Linked DNA regions of Zea mays: region 1 is linked to region 2. The links are chromatin contacts, called in public Hi-C maps. All regions are on one chromosome and are shown on one strand. The core of a region is the stretch at or near the end of the contact, and the rest is flanking DNA. Distances in the headings are between cores, read along the strand shown.

What was found. Hi-C and Micro-C count contacts between places; a contact is called where the count stands out from the background.
Region 1: a contact with region 2 is called in a Hi-C map of bundle sheath, with 2.4 times the contacts expected there. The contact joins the promoter of LOC100284548 here to the promoter of LOC100277355 in region 2. A contact is called at or near these places in 3 of 25 Hi-C or Micro-C datasets (bundle sheath, endosperm and leaf).

What each region holds. Positions count from the first base shown.
Region 1 is chr8:13,390,440-13,394,958 of Zm-B73-REFERENCE-NAM-5.0, forward strand. LOC100284548 (calmodulin-related protein 2, touch-induced) reads right to left here and starts at 3,032. Exons shown (of 1, transcript NM_001157443.2): 1 at 2,166-3,032. The coding sequence starts at 2,906. The coding sequence ends at 2,289.
Region 2 is chr8:13,185,148-13,189,869 of Zm-B73-REFERENCE-NAM-5.0, forward strand. It overlaps LOC100277355, which reads left to right and starts at 2,682. Exons shown (of 3, transcript NM_001361288.1): 1 at 2,682-4,722. The coding sequence starts at 3,001. It overlaps LOC100284536 (surfeit locus protein 5), which reads left to right. Exons shown (of 4, transcript NM_001157431.2): 4 at 734-933.

The DNA.
Region 1 (4,519 bases), core at 1,782-4,281, 210 kb after region 2:
TTTTCGTTCTGAGTATCCTACATTCCAGCTCGAGGACGAGCTGTTTTCCGAGGAGGCGAGAGATGTTATGGTCGGCAAGGTGTATCAGCGACGGCAACGTGGCTAGATCGCGTGCGACGTAAACATGGGAGCGTCGAGTCAGTTTGTATCAGTTTGTAGTGCGTCGGTTGTCATTAGTTCAAACTCTAGGAAGTTATCCTTTCCTTTGTCCAGTATATGTACTGATGTATCAAATGGAAATAGGGGGGAGCTGGAGATTGAATTAATCTCTTCAGGCCTTGGCAACTGCTCTCGTTTTCCCGTGCTTCCGTGCTCGACGCCGGCCGCCAGGATGGCGTCGCGCCCTCGTCGCCGCCGCTCACCTTCGCCCCGCCCTCCTGCTGCTCACGGCTACAACCTGAGAAGGACAAGTTCCAACAATATCACACTGCTTTAGGGTGCTCACCTTTTAAAGCTTTGTATGGCTACGATCCAGTGTTTGCGGCTGCACCGATTGTTGCAGGACTTGATTCTACAGTGGAGAGCTTGATTCAGGATCGGTTGGCTTACTCTTCTGTGTTCAGAGAGAAATTGGCTGCAGCTCAGAACCGCATGAAGGTGCAAGCTGATAAGCATCGGGTGGAGCGTGTGTTTCAAGTTGGTGATCGGGTCTTACTCAAACTCCAGCCTTATGTTCAAAATTCGGTGGTCAGTCGAGCTCACCCGAAGCTCGCTTTCAAGTTCTTTGGATCCTTTAAGGTGGTTCAGCGTATAGGGTCAATGGCATACAAGTTGGAGTTGCCGGCTACAGCTTTGGTGCATCCGGTTTTCCACGTTTCACAGCTGAAGCCGTCTACACCTAATTTTACTCCGGTGTTTTCAGATATTTCGCAATTGGTGGATTTGTCTCAAGTACAGGTTTATCCTGTTCAAATTGTGGAGAGGCGAATGGTTCGAAAGGGTAACAAACCGGTGGTTCAGATTCGAGTGGCTTGGTCGAATCTACCTGCAGACGCAACAACTTGGAAAGATTATGAGGTTCTGAAGAGACGTTTTACTGATGCTCTTGATTGGGGGCAATCAACTTTTGAAGGGGGGAAGATGTCAGGAACATGGGATCTGCACATGAGCAAGTGGAAGGCTGAAAGAGGAGAAGGTTGAGCGGAGGAGTAATCTGTGTAATTAAAGTTTTGTTTGTGATTAGGCCTATTGGGCCAAGGGTTTGGGCCGTCTGGCCTTGTAAGGAGGGTGTACTTAAACCCTGAATCATCTGTTAATCAGCAGACAAGATAGAGAAGAAAAACAACCACCAAACAGAATTTCTATTACCTGCGCTTGTCCTTCCCTCGGAGGCAGCCACCTGGGGTGCTCACGTCGGAGTTGGCGCTACTCCGGCCACGGGTCTCACAGGGATACACGAACCGGTGGCGATTGTGCCAAGCTCTCTCTCTCTCTTGCCCTGTGGTGAGCACCGTCCAATTAATTAGCTTTTGACCAGTATATCCACATTCTGCGTATCTTTTTTTTGTCTCTTCGATTATGATCGTGGGAGTCCATTTGATTTGAAACTTCGGTCGACCCCAAGAAGAGAAAGTGAGCTTGGACAGATCAAACTGATACTATATCTCTGAAGATCTGAGCTTTAGATGACGGGCTGAACAAGCGAAGATCTTCGTCTGCACTCTGCGTGATCCGAAAGAGGGGCTGGATGGTTCCGAAGGGCGTTGCCGACTGCGACTTGCCGTGGTCCGTGGAGATCAAGACCAGCAAGGCAGCAACTGCTCACAAAGCCACAGAATGTGATGCTTCAGTGCCGCGGTCAGTCACCCACGGCCACGACCACTTTGCTCTCGGGATGGCGAACGCATATTGCTGGTCACTACAGGCTGTCAAAGATCAAACGAAAGCTCACCGAAATCTGGAACAGGGAAATCACAGGAAAGCAGAAGAAGGTTCAGAGAAAAACTCGTGTCTGAAGAACTCTTTTTTTCTGTCCCTAGATTGCCGTGTTTGCTTCCGCGCTAATCCTCTGACCAGAACCATCGAATCGCAGCGAAATTGCACACATGTGAGCTGTGGGAACGGCTTGGAGAAGTGAGAAGTCAAACAAGACGGGTGTGATCTGGCTCAGGAAATCGGACACGCCACAATATACATAATAATACTGTAGATAATAAGTAGTCTTATGCAGGAAGTTGAGTATTTCCATTCCTCCAGTCCAGACTAGGTGAAAGCAACAGAAGAGGCAGAGGAACTCGATCCCTTCCCCCCGACTGATGCCCAGATGAGTACACCTACACCTACACCCGTCACTCCTTCTTGGCCTTGTCCGGCACGGCTGTCACTCCGGCGCCGGCCTGAGGCTGAGGCTGGGGCTGGGGCTGGGGGCCGCGCATCATGATCTTGAACTCCTCGAACCCGACGCAGCCGTCGCCGTCGGCGTCGACGCCGGCGATCATCCGGCGGCACTCCTCGGCGCTGCACCCCTCGCCGATGCGGGCGAGCACGCTGCCCAGCTCGGCCGCCGTGATGCGCCCGTCGCCGTCGGCGTCGTACACGGCGAAGGCGGCGCGGAGCTCCGCGTCGTCGCCGTCGTCCCCGCCGCCGCCAACGCCGCGCGCGTGGAACGCCCTGAACTCGCCCAGGTCCACGAAGCCGTCGCGGTCCGTGTCCAGCTCGTCCATCATGGCCGCCACCTCGCGCCGCCCGTGCGAGGAGCTCGCCGGCGGGGAGATGGCGCGCGACACCGCCGCCAGCTCCGACGGCGAGATCCGCCCGTCGCCGTCCGCGTCGATGCGCGAGAACACCCTCTGCATCTCCGCGTCCGCGTCCGCGGCCGCGGCCGACGACACCGCCGGGGGCCTCCGCCCGGCCTTCTGGGCCTGGGCCTGGGCTTGCTTCTTGCTGGCGCTGCTCGACATGGCCATGGAACGGAGGAGCGTGGATGTGGTGATTTGAAAGGGTGCTGGGCGCTGGGCGCTTCCCTGTGTGGTTGTGGTTTTGCGGCAGTGAGCACCGAGCACAGCTGAAGGGGGTGTTTGATGTGAGCCGCGTCCGCGTCCTGATGGTTGTAACGGCGAGTGGTCTCGCCGGAGGTATTAATAGCCGCTGGCGACGACGCGGTTTTGACACGCAGTGGCAGGGCGCCGACTTTTCTCGTAGTCGTACGTACGTGACGACTGCCAGATGGGGTCTCGTGGCGCCTGCCTCGGTCGGCGAATCTGCCAGGCATCGCGCCGCGGCCGAGCCACATGTACGGCCGGTGGAGAGGCCGCGCGGCCGGTGCGGATCTCGGCGTGTCTCCTTGCTCCAGCCGGCAGCTTCCCGGAAAAGCAGAAGCGCGTCGAGGAGGCGGGCAGCCTGAATTTACCGCCCACGTCAGTACGTAGTACGTACTACCAAAAGCGTCATACTCATATCCTCATGGGTCCGCAAGGCACGTGGTCGCATCGATTAGAATTTAGTGAATAAATTAGAAATATTATCACAAGACTTGACGTCTTGTCCTTATTCTGGAATTTATGAGGACGAGAAAATTTAAGAGAAATATATTTAGTCATATCTTTCTTAATATATCAAATTTTCATATGTGATATGTGCAACATACGTTGCATTATCTTCGTAGATAACTATGTAGGTATTTTGGAGTGTTAAAATCACATGACTTTTAAATGTGATTAGTCATTCATCGTAGCCAAGCATATTCACGTGTAGCTTCGTATAATACGACTATCTCTGAGTGGTTAGTAGATATAGGTGCTAGTGTGTCAGATTGCTAGGATACGAAAGTACCACCATAGAGAAGCACAAAGGCGATCTGAGATCTAGCATTATGAATATTTTCTGACATCCGACATCTATACAATCCACCAAAGTTTGGTACGGATTCTCTGGGAAAAAATGTCTAAGATCTTGAGTGACTTTGAGGTATTTTAGTACAGTCTGGACACATGTCCAATGTCTTGTAGTTGGGTTCGCATTGTGTTTAGCTAGCGAATTCACTGTAAATGCAATTTGCAAGATACATCATTTTTCCAATGGCGCTGAGGTAAAACAACATCAGGTCATAGTTATTTCTCATCATCCCTCTCTGGTCTAAATGGAATAATATCCTTTTGAATGGATCTTACAACTATCGAGGTGTTTAACGGGTGAGCTTTAGTTATATTACATATCTCAAGGACCTTCTTATTAAAAGGTCAACTGGTGTACAAACATTGCTTTGGGGAAATTATCATTTTATAGGACCAAACAAAACATGGTTTTCTCAAGTATTCCATTCCAGAGTCTATCTTGAGGTAGACACTACCCTCCTCAATACCCTTACCGTAATCTATGAGATTCAGGTTATCAACATTGATTGAAATAATACAAAAACCATACAGAGATTTTTGTACTGAACATACATTGAGAATCTGAATTATTTACATAACACTTCTTCAAGAAACACTAAAAACAATTAAATATATTTAACCCACATAACCCTCTGTATTGTAGCATAACCAACATGACATAGTTTAATCTAAATTCTCCTTCTATA
Region 2 (4,722 bases), core at 1,432-3,931:
ATGGATGAAATTATACAAGGAATCCTGAAACTGGTATGTGCTACACTCAATGAGCGCACCTAATAAAAGCACAATAAATGAATCTTCTGTCATGGCTTTTACTTGGACTTGCAGATGGTTATCAAATTGATTGTCTTGACCCATAAACTTGATTGGGTATTGACTAGTGAAGACTGCGAAATGGTCTCTAGCGTAATGGTTAAGCCTTCTGAGTAGCATTTCCAGGTCCTGAGTGTCTCTAGCGTAATGGTTAAGCCTTCTTCTAGGTCTTGGGTTCGATCCTTCTCGGGGGCTAATTTCTGGCTTGATTAAAAAAATCTCCTCGCTGTGTCTCGGGCGCTCCCGGGTTACGTGCCGCGCACCACCCTCCGGCAGGGTCATTGCAGAGTAGGTGGTGACGGGGGCAAGGTTCGGAGATTTTTTTTATCGGGACCATGTTTCGATCTCTTCTTAATATAATACTGAGAGGGCATTCTTTTCCTCCCGGCCGAGTTTTTTTGACTACGAAGAGTGAAGACATATTTCTTTTGAATTATTGACTCCACACGCATGAATTTGCTACAGTAACTTGTCTATTGAAATAATGGAAACTGTACCGTGACAGCAAGAATTTCTTATAATCTGTTTTGATCTTTAGATGTTGACAACTTTTATTTATAATATTGAATATTGCCTACTAATATTATTTGTTGAAGTTGTATATTAGTTAATTTTCTGTTCTTCATGGTTGCAGGGTTATCCCAGGTTATCTGTTAGGCGGTTTGCTCTTCAGGGTTATCTCAGGGTTTTTTATTTCACCTTGAATATTGCCTACTGACATTACCATTACCTTTTTGTTGGGACTAAAGTTTAGTAGATTCGTCTTATTGTTTAGTCCTTATCTGTATAATTAGTTTATAATTAGATTATATGTAATACTTCTAAATATCATTCAAATATTTGATGTTCTAAATATCATTCAAATATTTGATGTGAAGGAATCTTCGGAAATATGGATTAGGCACACCGTCCTGCCATCTGGCAATTCATTAGGGTGCCAATTGATGTAGCTGTTTGGTTCACATATTGTAACGTTGTAACGTGATGGGTATATTGTAACGTTGTAACGTGATGGGTGACAAATAACATTAAACCATATTTATTTAAGTTTAACCGTAATCAGATACTACATTAGAGAATGATATCAGCCTATTCAAAGAATTTGTTGTCGCTCGTACTCGAATGTGAATAATTATTGTTGCTATTTATATTACATTTTGTGAACCAAACATTATTTTAGTGGTAACGAACTTGCGAGAGTTGATTGCCTATCTAACACAACAGGAAATGGCAAAGTTTCACTTTTGTGGGTTTTTAAGGCAGGTTTGGTTCACACTAAGTTACCAGAGTTTGTCTAACTTTTCTATCTAAGGTTAGTTATTCAATTTAGATGTCTAACCTTAGGTAAAGTGTGACACATTTAGCCATAAATCAAACAAGTTTTTAGTTTAGCCTATATAAATTAAATATTGTTTATTGGTCACGGTGTATGATTTTTTGTTGTCTATTTGACATCAGTCGATGGTATACCAGTTAGAAATTAATATGGTGTTTGGTATGAGAAATGAGGTGGTCCATTATCTTTTTGCTTCTCACTTTTTTTGTTTGTGGATTGAAATAAGTTGATCCATCACCACCTTGTTGTTATGTATCATTTTATTTTAGATGGAGTGATTTATCAAATAAACATAAAGTGTCTACAATAAAATATAAGATACTATGTAATGTAAAACTAACATAAATTTATAGTCCATAGTTTTAGTTTATTATGCTCAGCGTCAAGTACAGGAGCTTAATCAAGCGTTAACTACAGGAGCTTAACTAGCGTGGATCCTGCTCCTGCCATACAGACCGCCGGTACTGTTGGCCCGTGGCCGCAGCCGGCGTCCGCCTCACGGTCACGGGCCTGCCAGCGGCGCAGGCGCGGACACGAGTGTCAGAGCCAGAGCGAGGAAAACGACGCGCTAGCGTGTGATGTCACCTGCCCGACTTGTCTTCTCCATTTTTTCCTTTTCTTCGCATCGCCTTCTTTGGGATCCGTCGGCTAGACGCACGCGGACCTCTTCTCAGCTCGACGCGACTACAACTACAGTCTCCTGCCCTTCCCCTTGTCTTGTCCGTAGCATCGTCGTCGATACTACAGTATGCATGTGCGTCCCTGTCTCTGTCTTTGCTAGTACGCATGAAAAACACAGCGCCATCCGCCCATCCGCCATGATTAGCATGACTACAACGTTGCGATAGTCTCGGAGACGCCGACGAGTGTCTGCTGCCCCTGTCGGTGGTCCGACATTGACCTTTTTCTGCCCATTCAGTCATTCACAGATTTTTAAAATTTTTTATTTCGACTTTTGTTGCTTTTCGGGACTATATGTTTTTTTTTGAAGCTTTTGTGCCCATTCCGGATTTTTTTGAAACTGAAAAGCCACAAAATTCTCCGCCAGCTTTGACCATCCACTGCCGGCGGTGCAGAGGAGGCCAAGCAAGCGGCAGCGGTCCAGCGGAGAAGGCTGACATCCGTCTACAACGTCCCTCCTACTCCTACACCTCGTCGGTGAAGCCCGCTGCCGTGCCGTCCCCCGTCCTCCACTTCGCGTCCCGTGCACATTGGGCTTCCTCGCGACGCGTTCTCCACTTCTCCTCCGCGCTACACTCACACTTAAGTCGAAGTCCGACAGAGCCCCACCTGTCATCTGCTACCCCTCCGCGAACAGACCGGGTCGCCACCGACACGCCCACGCTCGACTCTGTTGCTTTGCTTCCCTGCCCTGGACCTTCGTCCTCGCGGCGCGTGCCGAGGTGGAGGAGGAGCCAGCCGCCGTCGCGTGCCATCTACACCACCACTTTTCAGCTCCCGGATCGAAGCACGGGTCGGTTAAAGGACGGAGCCCCGAGCGAGCTTGCGCGGCCTGGGCCTGGCACGGAGACGGGAGGCCGACTTGGCACGGAGACGGAGACGGTATGAGCAGCAGCAGCAGCCTCGCCATAGTGGAGAAGAAGCCGCCGCCGTTCCCCGGCGGCGGCGGCGGCGGCGTGCTCTTCCACCTCCTCGACTGGCACCGCCGCCTCGCCCGCAAGCGCAGGCTCTTCTCCCCGCGCCGCCTGCTCCCCTCGTCCCTCCGCTCCTCCTCCTCCCCACGCAGGCCCCCGTGCCCGCCACCTCCCGCTTCCCCGCCGCCGCCGCCGCCACCGCCGCGCCCGTCCGATGCCGCCGCCCCGGGCCTCGTCGCGCGCCTCATGGGCCTGGAGTCCTGGCCCGCGCCGCCGAGGCCGCAGAAGCAGAGGAAGGTGGAGGCGTCGCGCGCGGACGGCGCCGACTCGGCGGTCGTGCTGGTGCTGCCTAAGACCCGCAGCCGTCGCCCTCCCGCGCCCGCGCCCGCGCCGGCGGCGAGGAGCCACCACGGGGCCGACCTGCCGGCGCGGAGCCCGAGGCGGACCCGGCTCGTGCACGCGGCCGCGGCGAAGCTGCTGGACCCGGGCGCGCGCGCCGGCTCACGGGCAAGCGCCAGGCTGGCCCTCGCCTACGCTTGCTCTTCCCCGCAGCACCGCAGGGATGGCCACGCCAGCGCCTTGCTTCAAGGCTCGAGAATGGCCGACGACTTCCTATCTCGCTCCGACAGCTTGCTCTTGGAGGAGCGTTCCGCACGGGTACATGTACAGGTACAGCCTCCTGGTCTTCCTGCGGAGACAGACACCGCTGCTGTCCCGCGTAGGCACGGCCATTTTTCCGGTAACAGCAACGCCGATGCAGCGACCAGTACCAGTACGATAGTGTTGCCAAGAATGGATTTTGGGGATGGGAACAGGAGCAAACGGGGCTCTGATATGGATGCCAAGCACAATGAGAGTGGAGTAAGAGATGAGGTAGTGCGCACTTGTGCCAGGGTTAGATCGAGCGGTGCTGCCGTTCAAACTGGAGACGAGAGGTCGTTGCGCAAACGAGCAACACCTACTCGGCCGGAGGTTTCTGGTTCTGGGATTACAGAGCCTGGGGGCTTGGCTGGATCGACGCGCCTGGTTGGACGCGCTCGTGAATCGGTATCTGCTACTAGGAAGGTCGCACACGGTGGTTCTGGTCCGATAAGAGAGCTCGCGGGACGGATCGTTGGGCAAGGGAGAATGACACGCAGAGATTTGAACAGCCAAAATGGATTATCATCCACAAGTAGGATTTTAAGCAATGGATCTGCACATAAAAGGGGACCAGGGAGGAAGGTGGGGCATGATGCAGCAATCAGTAGCAGAGATGACAGAAATGCAGTTGCAGTTGCTTCTAGATCATCTACAAAGCCCGTGGCCAGAGCTTCGTCTCCGCGAAGCAATCTATCAAAGGGCGGATCCCCAAGTAGGCTAGCACATGAGACAACTCGCACACGAGTGCCGGCTCCTGAAAAAGGATGTGTCGAAGCTTCACCTTGTGTTATGTCTACTTCTGAGAAAGATGAATTTAGCAGGCTGTTGAAAGCAAAAATCAATGAGCTTGGCATGTCGGACAGGATCGAGTGTACACCAAATGATTCACCTTCAGGAAAATTGACTGTGCCTGTGCTGCAAGAGCTCATTTCTGCCCTTGCAACTGACATGAGCACTTCAATCTCCCAATGTAGCAACTACTCTGGTGCATCAGCACCCTTACGCTGCAATGGAAATGTTGACTGCATCAATCCAGCGCATTGTATATTC